Regions from separate parts of the Rattus norvegicus genome. Here region 2 is linked to region 1. Evidence: chromatin contacts called from public Hi-C data. All regions are on one chromosome and are shown on one strand. Each heading gives the region's core, a stretch centred on a gene start, on an enhancer-like site or on the middle of the called end of the contact. The rest is flanking DNA. Distances are from core to core; before and after follow the strand shown.

Region 1 (4,914 bases), core at 702-3,201:
TTTAAGCAAGGACTCCCTCGTCCTGCGAGGGTGATCGACTGCGGCCTGGCAGAATCCCCTCGCCCCCGCCCCTTGTAAAAAAAAGCCTCCTTGTGCAATGGTCTTTTTCCTTTGAACGTGCTTCTTTGTAATGACCGAGGTACCGATTTCTGCTAAGTTTTCCCAACAACATGAAACTGCCTATTCACGCCGTAATTCTTTCTGTCTCCCTCTCACTTTCTCTCTTTCTCTCTCTCTTTCTCTCACCGTCTCCACATCTTTCCTCGCAACCCCCTCTCCCCGCTGCCCTCCCTAGCTGGCTTTCTCTCTTGCTTCTCTCTTTTCCTCCTGTCCCCCCCCCCGCCCCACTCCCTTTGGTTTGACAATTTTGTCTTAAGTGTTTCTCAAAAGAGATTACTTTAGTTAGCATGCGCGCTGTAAGCAATTGTTAAAAGTGTTCTTAGGTTTACTGTGAAGAGAATGTATCCTGTATCTGTGAATTGCTTTATGGGGGGGGGAGGGAGGGCTAATTATATATTTTGTTGTTCCTCTATACTTTGTTCTGTTGTCTGCGCCTGAAAAGGGCGGAAGAGTTACAATAAAGTTTACAAGCGAGAACCCGAGACTGGTCCGGGCGGCCGCTCCCCATTCGCTCTTAGGCGCAGGGCTGCGGGTGGGGGGAGCTGGTCAGCAGGCTCCAGGGCTGGCCTAGGCTAGGTCCCTGGGAAGAGGGGGCGGGGGCTGGAAGCAGGTGGTGCGAGTCCCTGGGCCCAGGGGCGCAGGGGGTGAGGGAGGCGGCTGAACGTGATTGGAGGAGAGAGGATCGAGGGAGGGGAGCCAAGAGAAACCCCCTCCCCTTGCGTTCCGAGGCTGAGGGGCCGGGGAGACTCCAGCGCCCAGGCCTCTCTGGAGAAGTGATGTGCCCAGGCTGGTGGCTAGTGTCCCCTGCCGCTTTGCTCTTTGTTTCCTTCTGTGTGTTGGGGGAGGGGGCTTACGGGGGGGTGGTGAGAAAGATGCAGTGGGAGGCTTCTGAGTTTATATTTCCATTTTTTTTTCTTGAACTCAGGTTGGGGAAGCAGGAGCAGAGGGAAGAGATTCCTCCCTACCTCCCCTTTCTGGGACGTCGCCACTTTCTCCCAGTTTCTAGGCCGCGGCTTGCTGCAGCCTTCCTTCCTTCGTTGCCTCTGCCTTCCTGGCAGCCACGCTCCACCGAGTGAGGCATCCGCCTTCCGGAACCGGGAAAGCAGCGAGCCAGACCTAAACCTCCCTTCTCCCTTCCTTTCTCTCCCCACTCCCATTCCGTTCTTCTTTTTTTGTATATCTTTTTATTGTCACAAGAAGTCTCAGCGTCCAACGCCTATTGGGTTGGATTCCTGCCTTAGGGACGCCTTGATCACATCTAGTCACTACAAACTGGGGCACTGAGAGACAACTGGGAAGCCAGGCTCGCCTCATCCCTCCTCTTGGGAGAACAGCAGCAGCTCGGGTGAATTAACCCGAATTAATAAATATTCGGCCAGCACGCACCCACCCAGTTACGAACATTCAATCCCTGCGTCTGTCTCTCGCTCTGTAACCGGCTGGGGGAAATGGGTGGGGGATGACAACACGGATCGCTCAGCGGTTATTTATTTTCTCTTCCACTCAATTCCTTCCTCCCCAAATCTCGCCTGCAAGCTGCCTCCAGCCCGCGGGGGTCGACAGCAGCCCTTAAGCCCCCAGCCCCAATCCGCAGAGCTCGGCCTTCCCATTCATTATTGATCATATTTTATAAATCCAATGCCACACAATTTTTTCCACATTACTGGGAGCCTCCGGGAGGCCGTTATATCATTGGCCGAGGGGATATCACGTGGGCCGGGGTCACGTGGTCCGAAGAGGAAAAAGGGGGTCCTTTTGGTGTAAATCTGGACTCTAATTCTGTAATATATCAAGGAATCTCGTAAAACCGACACTAAAACGTCCCTGACTACAAATCATCCGGCCAAATTATGAGTTCATTGTATTATGCGAATGCTTTATTTTCTAAATATCCAGCCGCAAGTTCGGTTTTCGCTCCAGGAGCCTTCCCCGAACAAACTTCTTGCGCCTTTGCCTCCAACCCCCAGCGCCCGGGCTATGGAGCAGGTCCGGGCGCCCCCTTCTCCGCCTCGGTGCAGGGTCTGTACTCCGGCGGTGGGGGCATGGCGGGCCAGAGCGCGGCCGGCGTCTATGAGGCCGGCTACGGGCTCGAACCGAGTTCCTTCAACATGCACTGCGCGCCCTTTGAGCAGAACCTCTCCGGGGTGTGTCCGGGCGACCCCGCCAAGGCGGCTGGCGCCAAGGAGCAGAGGGACTCGGACTTGGCGGCCGAGAGTAACTTCCGGATCTACCCCTGGATGCGAAGCTCAGGTAACACCGCGCTCTGAGCGGTCCCGAGCCGCAACGTCCGGGCCACAGTCCCCAGAAGGGCTCCCTTCCGGCCAGGGCACCCTTCTCTGTGTCCAGGTTACTCCCGACTGCAGATCGGCCATAGCCACGCCGTTTAAGTCTGGGCTGGGACCACGCGCGCCGCCCCCACTCCCAGTTTTGCTTGGTGCTCTCAAGGCCCTGGAGGATCTCTTTTTGCCGACGCCAAAGAGCTCAAAGCCCCCAGCCCGCCCCCAACCCTTCCTCCGGGCCTTTTAGCTTTAAATATTTATCAGCAGCGCCGGCACGGGTTGGAGACGAGGCCGTTTGTCTTGCCCAGGAAGGCTGGGGTTTGCAGAGAATAGCCATTAGGGTCTCTCTCCTCTCTACCCCCTTCCCTGCTTGAGAGCTTAGTTCTGGGTGTGTTCCCCCAGCCCTAGCTTGGGTAAGATATGGAGGAGGGGGCCATGGCGCTAAGCAATTCTCCCCTCCCCCTGCCTTTCTAGCCAACCCCGCTCCCCCATTATTCCCATCAGGACAATTAGAGGTGGGCTCTAGAGGCCTGGCGGGAGGAGGGGGATACAGAAGAAATGAGGACCCAGCCAGGGACGCAGAGCCAGAGAGTGGTGGAGTTAGTCTGAGACCCAGAGCGATGAGTCTACTGACCCCTCCTGCCCCTGGTGGACTTAGGAGGGTGGGCTAGAAGGCTGGCAAGAGCCCCATGAGACCATAGCTTTTTCAGGTGTCTTTCCTGGGGCTCCGTGGGCCCCTGAAGAACAGCCAAGTTTGGTGGTATCACTCCTGAAAGAGGACTTCGGGGAGGGCTAGGACTCCGTGGAACCAAATCAAGATTTAGCCACCCAGCAGCTGCTTTAGGAACCATAAGACACCAAGACTTCCTTCCCCCAGGTCTCCTTCAAAGCTTCCTCACAGTTCCTTTACATTTCCCCAAGATAGATGGTCTTGGGAGCCAACTCTAAGACTCAGAAGGCCCAAGCCAGTCAGAGAGAGTCCCAGACTCCTGGGGTTGGGGGCCATGAGGAAACCAGCTCTTGACTATTGTTCTTCACGGTTTCTATTACCTACTCTGTAATTGAACTGACCTTCTGGTTGGTCTATCAAAGCCCCCCTCCCTTTTTTTCCCCTCGTAAATATTTCATCTTGGCTTATAGCTGACTTGAAATTAAGGTCCTTAGCCCCTCCTCTCTCCTGTCTCCTTCCCCAGAGGGCTGATGCCAGCATCTCCCCAGTCTCCTTGGGGTTCTGAGCGTGTGCTAGAAGTTCTCGATACCTTCAGCCCCAACATAGGAGCCTTCACCTTCCTCTCTCTTGTAGTCCACGGTCACTCTTTTCTTCCTTGCAGTGCTGGAAGCCCAAAGATTGCTTGAGACAATTAGGTTTTCTGTGCAGGAAGGCAGGCGGGTAGGGTAGCCAGGCCTTGCTTGATACTTACTGGGAAGGAAACATCAGAAAGCAAGTGTTGTCAGACCACCAATTCCAATTCCCCATTCCATAGCAGGTTTGGGTGGGGACTGGGCCTGTGGGCCTTTTTATTTCTTTTCTTCTCAGACTAGGCCTGGGGCCCCACTCTAGAGACACTAATATGGTTCTCCGAGCAGTTCCGTACCTCAAAGGCCATCTGAAGGGAAAGGGTAAACTTGGAGCCCATGACCTCAGGGAGTGACTGAGGGTTAATTTGCCCTCGTTCTATGGTAGCCTCTCTGGAATAGAGCCTTAAGGAGCCAGCAGCTGACAACTACTTGGGTTTCAGAAGCCCTAGGCTGAGAAAAACCACCTTTTGTGGATAATGGCACTATCTGGTGTGGTGGGGCTGGCCTATGAACCCAGCACTCGGCACTTGGGGAGGCTGAGTCAAGAGGATTGCTACTAGTTTGAAACCAGCCAAAGGCTACCTAGCAAGACCCAGCTTAAAAAATAGAACAATTCTTGTGGGGACACACACACACACACACACACACACACACACACACACACACGAAGAAAAGAAAGAAAATAAATGTTTGCCCTGAGAAGCTTGGAATTTTTCTGCACATGGTAAAGGGGTTAATTTAGTTCCAGCAAGGTGGTCTTTTTCTGCTGCCCTCAAATGTCAGACCACCTAGGAAGGAGGTCTGAATTTTCCTGGTGTTTTTCACACAGTTTTTTTTTTCCCTATCCCTCTCCCCCAACCCCCAAATACTGTGAGTAGGGACTGAACGAAAGCGGGGCCGCCAGACCTATACGCGCTACCAGACCCTGGAGCTGGAGAAAGAATTTCACTACAATCGCTACCTGACTCGGCGGCGGCGCATCGAGATCGCGCACGCGCTCTGCCTCACCGAAAGACAGATCAAGATCTGGTTTCAGAACCGGCGCATGAAGTGGAAAAAGGAGAACAAAACTTCAGGCCCAGGAACCACTGGCCAGGACAAGGCGGAAGCGGACGAGGAGGAAGAGGAGGAAGAGTGAGAGACAGAGAAAGGGAAGAGAGGAGGAAAGAGAAGAGAGGGAGAACCCAATTGTGGGAACTGAAGCACGGAACTCAAA
Region 2 (4,914 bases), core at 1,565-4,064, 590 kb after region 1:
CATCTGTAACTCTAGTTCTAGGGAGTCTGGGGCCACGCCTAAAAGTTAAAGAGAGGAGAAAAGCGCAGCTGGAAAGGGAAACTAAAGCCTGGGTGTGGTTCCTAGCATTTCACGGTGTGGTGCTCCTGAGGCAGTGCTTCAGGTTGGGCTGCTGGAGGATCAAAGAACAGGACTGTTGAAAAACAAGTCAGGCAGTGGTGGTGCACTTTACTTCCGGCACTCGGGAGGCAGAGGCAGGCGGATCTCTGTGAGTTGAGGCCAGCCTGGTCTACAGATCGAGTTCCAGGACAACCAGGACTATACAAAGGAACCCTGTCTTTAAAAAACAAAAAACAGGGCTGGAGAGATGGCTCAGCAGTTAAGAGCACCCACTCTTCCAGAGGTCCTGAGTTCAAATCCCAGCAACCACATGGCGGCTCACAACCATCTGTAAAGAGATCTGGGGGTTGGGGATTTAGCTCAGTGGTAGAGCGCTTGCCTAGGAAACACAAGGCCCTGGGTTTGGTCCCCAGCTCTGAAAAAAAGAACCAAAAAAAAAAGAGATCTGGTGCCCTCTTCTGGTGTGTCTGAAGACAGCTACAGTATACTTAATATATAATAAATGAATAAATTTTTTTTTTTTTGGTTCTTTTTTTCGGAGCTGGGGACCGAACCCAGGGCCTTGCGCTTCCTAGGTAAGCGCTCTACCACTGAGCTAAATCCCCAGCCCCACAAGTTGTCTTCTTGCCTCCATGTGTGCACCACGGCATTCACACTCTACACACACACACACACACACACACACACACACACACACACACAGACACTAAATAAATAAATGTAAAATTGTTTTGCTTAAAGAACTAGATGGTGTAGATGGTTCTATGATTTATTCTATGATAAGAGCCTAAAAGTTGGGGCTGGAGAAATGGCTCAGTGGTTAAGAGCACTGCCTGCTCTTCCAGAGGTCATGAGTTCAATTCCCAGCAACCACATGGTGGCTCACAACCATCTGTAATGGGATCTGATGCCCTCTTCTGGCCTGCACGTGTACATGCAGGTGGAACGCTGTATACATAATAAATCTTTAAAAAAAAAAAAAAAAAAAAAGGGTTGGAGAGATGGCTCAGTGGTTAAGAGCCCCAACTGCTCTTCCAGAGGTCATGAGTTCAATTCCCAGCAACCACTTGGTGGCTCACAATCATCTGTAAAGAGATCTGATGCCCTCTTCTGGTGTGTCTGAAAACAGCTACAGTGTACTTATATATAATAAATGAATAAATCTTTAAAAAAAAAAAAGAGCCTAAAAGTTAAGTTATACATACTCAGGAAACAATTCCTATTTTTCTAAATAAGCAGAGAATAAAGACAACTAGGGTCTTGTTTGTAGACCAGGCTGGCCTCGGAGTCATTATCCTCCTGCCTCATACTCCCAGGAGATTTATAGGCAACAAGTCTGAGTGTTAGTGGAGATCTTAAATAAGCACGAAGGTTATAGTAGGAACACAAAATGGAATGCGGAGAAAGGACTTCCCTAGGAGAGATTCAGGAACTTCGCTGTTCCCAGCAAGAAGGGAGATACACAGTGTGGGGTGTACAATTTGGGGGAGGCTTAATGCACAGAGAGGCAGTCTGAGTGTCCCGTGGTCCCTGATGTGTTCGCATCTTGTGTGCACAGTGGCACAGGTATGGGCACACGCTGGGCTGAGAAGGTTTTTCTTGGCAGTAGGGGCAGATACACCTGACAGCTTTGCCACATCAGCAAATGGGATGGGGTGCTGAAAACACACCCGATCAAAGCCACGGGTTTGTTAAGGTGTCAAGTATCTGAGCACAGGCGTGGTTGAGCCTGCCTGGATCGAGTCTCTGCTTGCTTGATGGCGCGGTGAGGAGGCACTACTGTGGCCTGATATGGCTTGGGGGACGCAGGGGCCACCGCCTCACCCATAGTTGGGAGGTAGCCAGCTAGGGTTTGGAAGAAGCCCTCTAGACCGGCCCTATCCTCCAAAGCCTCGGCTCATTTAAACTGAGAAGAGGCAAGCTGCTGCCACCTAGTGGCCGGGGCTCGGGAGGCGCCCTGGTCGACCTCCAATAAAGCATCACTGATATTTTTCAAATATTTCTCACATCTCTCACCTCAGGTTCTTCAGTCAGCCAAGGAACAAATTAAGTGGTCGTTATTGAAATGAAGACCTTGGAGTCAAGGCTCCTTTCCCAGAGAACCTTTGCCGGTCCCTGCGTAAGCCCCAAAATGTCAAGAGGCAAGAGAGACCACCCTGCCTTCTCCGGCCTCTCTCCCTGAGGCCTCGTGCCAGGGATTCTGAGACCCAAAAGCTTGGCCCCAGTTCTGTCATCCTTGCTCAGCGTCCCGGCCTGCCCCTGGGGTCATGGGAACCAGCAAAATTGCCTCCCCTTGGACCTCTGACATCTCAGTCCTAGGACTTAATAAACTTCCAATTTTTCCCCAAAGACTGCCTTTCTTGACTTTGGAGTGAGTGTGTAAGCGTGTGTGTGTGTGTGTGTGTGTATGTGTGTGTGTGTGTGTGTGTGTGTGTGTGTGTGTGTGTGTGTGTTACCTGTGAATGGCGTTGGAATAGGTCAAGGGAAAGGGATGTATTTAACACAAGGAGGGGTGCAACACTGATAGCCTGGTGTTTCCATGCTTGGTTGAACGGTTAAAGACGATGGTGAGGCATGGTAACAATGACAGGAATAATAATATTCTTCCAGGAAAAAGGGAAGCGAAGATGGCTTCCCCGTTTTGTGTGTACAGTACCCACAGGGAGGCTCCACTAGGATTCCTTGAGTCATTTTTTCCATTTCTAGCCTCCAGAAAGGAAGGGAGTCAGGCTAACTTTGACAAACCGAGGAACTGTTTAGCTATTTTCCTTGGCGTGCCTGGGACCGCGGAATTCTTATTTTGGCTCAGGTCCTGGGCAGTAGAGCCCTATAATTTGCTGGCTATCTGGGGGCGAGGAGGCACCGAATGGTGCCCACTGTGAGTGTGGGCAGAGCATCCGCGTATCTACGAAGCTGCGAAGGATGGGGGTCGGGGGAGGGATGGACAGGGGTAGCCAGAGAGGCGACCATCGGAGGAGATTCATGGCGACAAACCTCAAGGATGGAGATGAATAAACTTTCTGAGCATCCCGATCCCCGCTTCCTATCCTAGTCCCAGTCTCTGAACTTTCCCCCGGTTTTTCTGTGACCCGTACGCTTTCGGCGTCTCCACGCCGCGGATTCTTTTACAGCAGCGTGGGGTGTCATCCTCTTGGATACCTTGAAGTTTTCAGCAGCTGGCTCCCACGCCCCGCCCCGCCCCGCCCCGCCCCGCCCCGCCCCCCGCCCCCCACAGGAACGTCGGGAAGCAGGAAGCTCCGCCCCCGCACCGCATCCGTGGTCCTACAGCGCCACCTGGAGGATGCTACGGGCACGCCTCCGGGTCCTAGGCCTTAATTAACTCCGCCCCTGAGATGGAACGGACCCTCTTCCGGGTGTTTCTCCCTGATCTCTGACACCAGCGCCTGTACGTTGCCTTAGCAACCATCACGCGTGACTTCCCGTGACTTCTCTCTCAACTCAGAGCTTTTTGGTAGCCGCTGTAATAAAATAGTGGTGAGCCTTGGATCTTAATAAAAGCCTATCTCCGTCGTTGCCATTTCCAGGCCGTGAGCGTGGGAGACCAGCCTAGGTTGCGTGAGACACTACCTAAAAACAAAACAAAACAGACCAGATATTTATACCGAATTTGACTACGTCTGTAATTAGAGAACTTGGCGAAGATACGGGGATGCAAATCTACTCATTGTAAACGCTTACTATAGTGTCTTTCCAGAGTCGCTGTGCACACAGCCCCCAGTTGCAAAAAGAAAACCCTGGGAGAGAGGAAAGAGGGCACAATAAAATTGTGGAATTAGGGGGCCTGTGTGGTGATGGGAAGTTCTTTGGAAATACTGCTCAAATATTCGGCCACCCTTAGAGCTTGGCTCCATCCATGTTCCCTAGGATGGCGCCAAGGCCTGGAGGAGTAAACTGCTTCCTGGCAACCCCTCCTGACTTGGCTTGGTCCTGCAATTTCAGTTGTGCGAGGATAGGAATGGGAAGCACCAGGCAGAAGCTAGGAGCTTCACGAAGAGCTGACTCACTCAACTCTTCGAACTATAGGTTGCTGTCTGCTTTTTATTAAGGAGTACACTGAGGCCCTAAAAGTCTCAAGTTATGTGTGGCAGCTTCTGCTCTGTAGACAGTAACCTCCTCATTATCCTACAATATCTGAATTTCTTACTCACACTTGGTCCCAGAGGGTGTGGAACATACAAGCCTATAATCTGGTCTCTCGAGAGGTAGAAGCTGGAGAATCAGAAATGTAAGGTCATTTTCTACACTTGATCTTAGCCAAAAGGCCGAGAAGCGATGTAAGGTCATTTTCTAACTATACTGTGTTTGAGATCAGGCTGGGCTACAGATGAGTAAGAATGACAAGAAAGTGTCCCTTAGCTTGCTATGGCTAAAGGCTACCCTGATCCCATAGGAAGGGGGTTAGCAAAGCAGCGGTTGGAGGAAGGGGAGATGACGGATAGCGCAGAGAGGACCCCAAGTCTGCAGCTCCAGTCTTCTGGCTACCGTGTCTCCCGCCCACCTCTCGCTTGCTGCATACAGCTGGAGCCGCCTAGACAGCAGGCCTGGCTGACCTGGCAGGCCCGGCACCTTGGCCGCTGCACCAGCTTCCCCAGATGATAGCCTCATCAGCCCGACTACTGGACAAAGCCTGAGGGATTTCGGGAAGGGCGTCCGCGGTTCCGAGCCAGGGCTTGCCTTACTCCTAGCATCCTTCCTTGTCTTGCCCCTCGGTGCCGTAAGGGAAGACCCAGCAGCTTCTGAGCATGTTCGGGAAAGGAGCTTTAGGGCCACCCTTTTTCCTGCAACTGAATTAGC

What was found. Hi-C and Micro-C count contacts between places; a contact is called where the count stands out from the background.
Region 2: a contact with region 1 is called in a Hi-C map of Schwann cells, with 8 times the contacts expected there. The contact joins the enhancer-like site here to the promoter of Hoxb7 in region 1. A contact is called at or near these places in 9 of 12 Hi-C or Micro-C datasets (the A7r5 cell line, Schwann cells, frontal cortex and 5 more).

Annotation. Positions count from the first base shown.
Region 1 is chr10:81,747,208-81,752,121 of GRCr8, forward strand. It overlaps Hoxb7 (homeo box B7), which reads left to right and starts at 1,952. Exons shown (of 2, transcript NM_001017480.1): 1 at 1,952-2,370; 2 at 4,577-4,914. The coding sequence starts at 1,971. The coding sequence ends at 4,836.
Region 2 is chr10:82,339,512-82,344,425 of GRCr8, forward strand. It overlaps Copz2 (COPI coat complex subunit zeta 2), which reads left to right. Exons shown (of 9, transcript NM_001108294.1): 9 at 2,121-2,448. The coding sequence ends at 2,168. Among named protein-coding and RNA genes, the nearest start is that of Mir152, 13 kb to the left of the region's middle. Within about 2 kb of position 2,815, at least 44 of the 93 cell types and tissues checked have an H3K27ac peak or open chromatin away from gene starts, as enhancers often do. A contact at or near this core is called in the A7r5 cell line and Schwann cells, where this site is marked.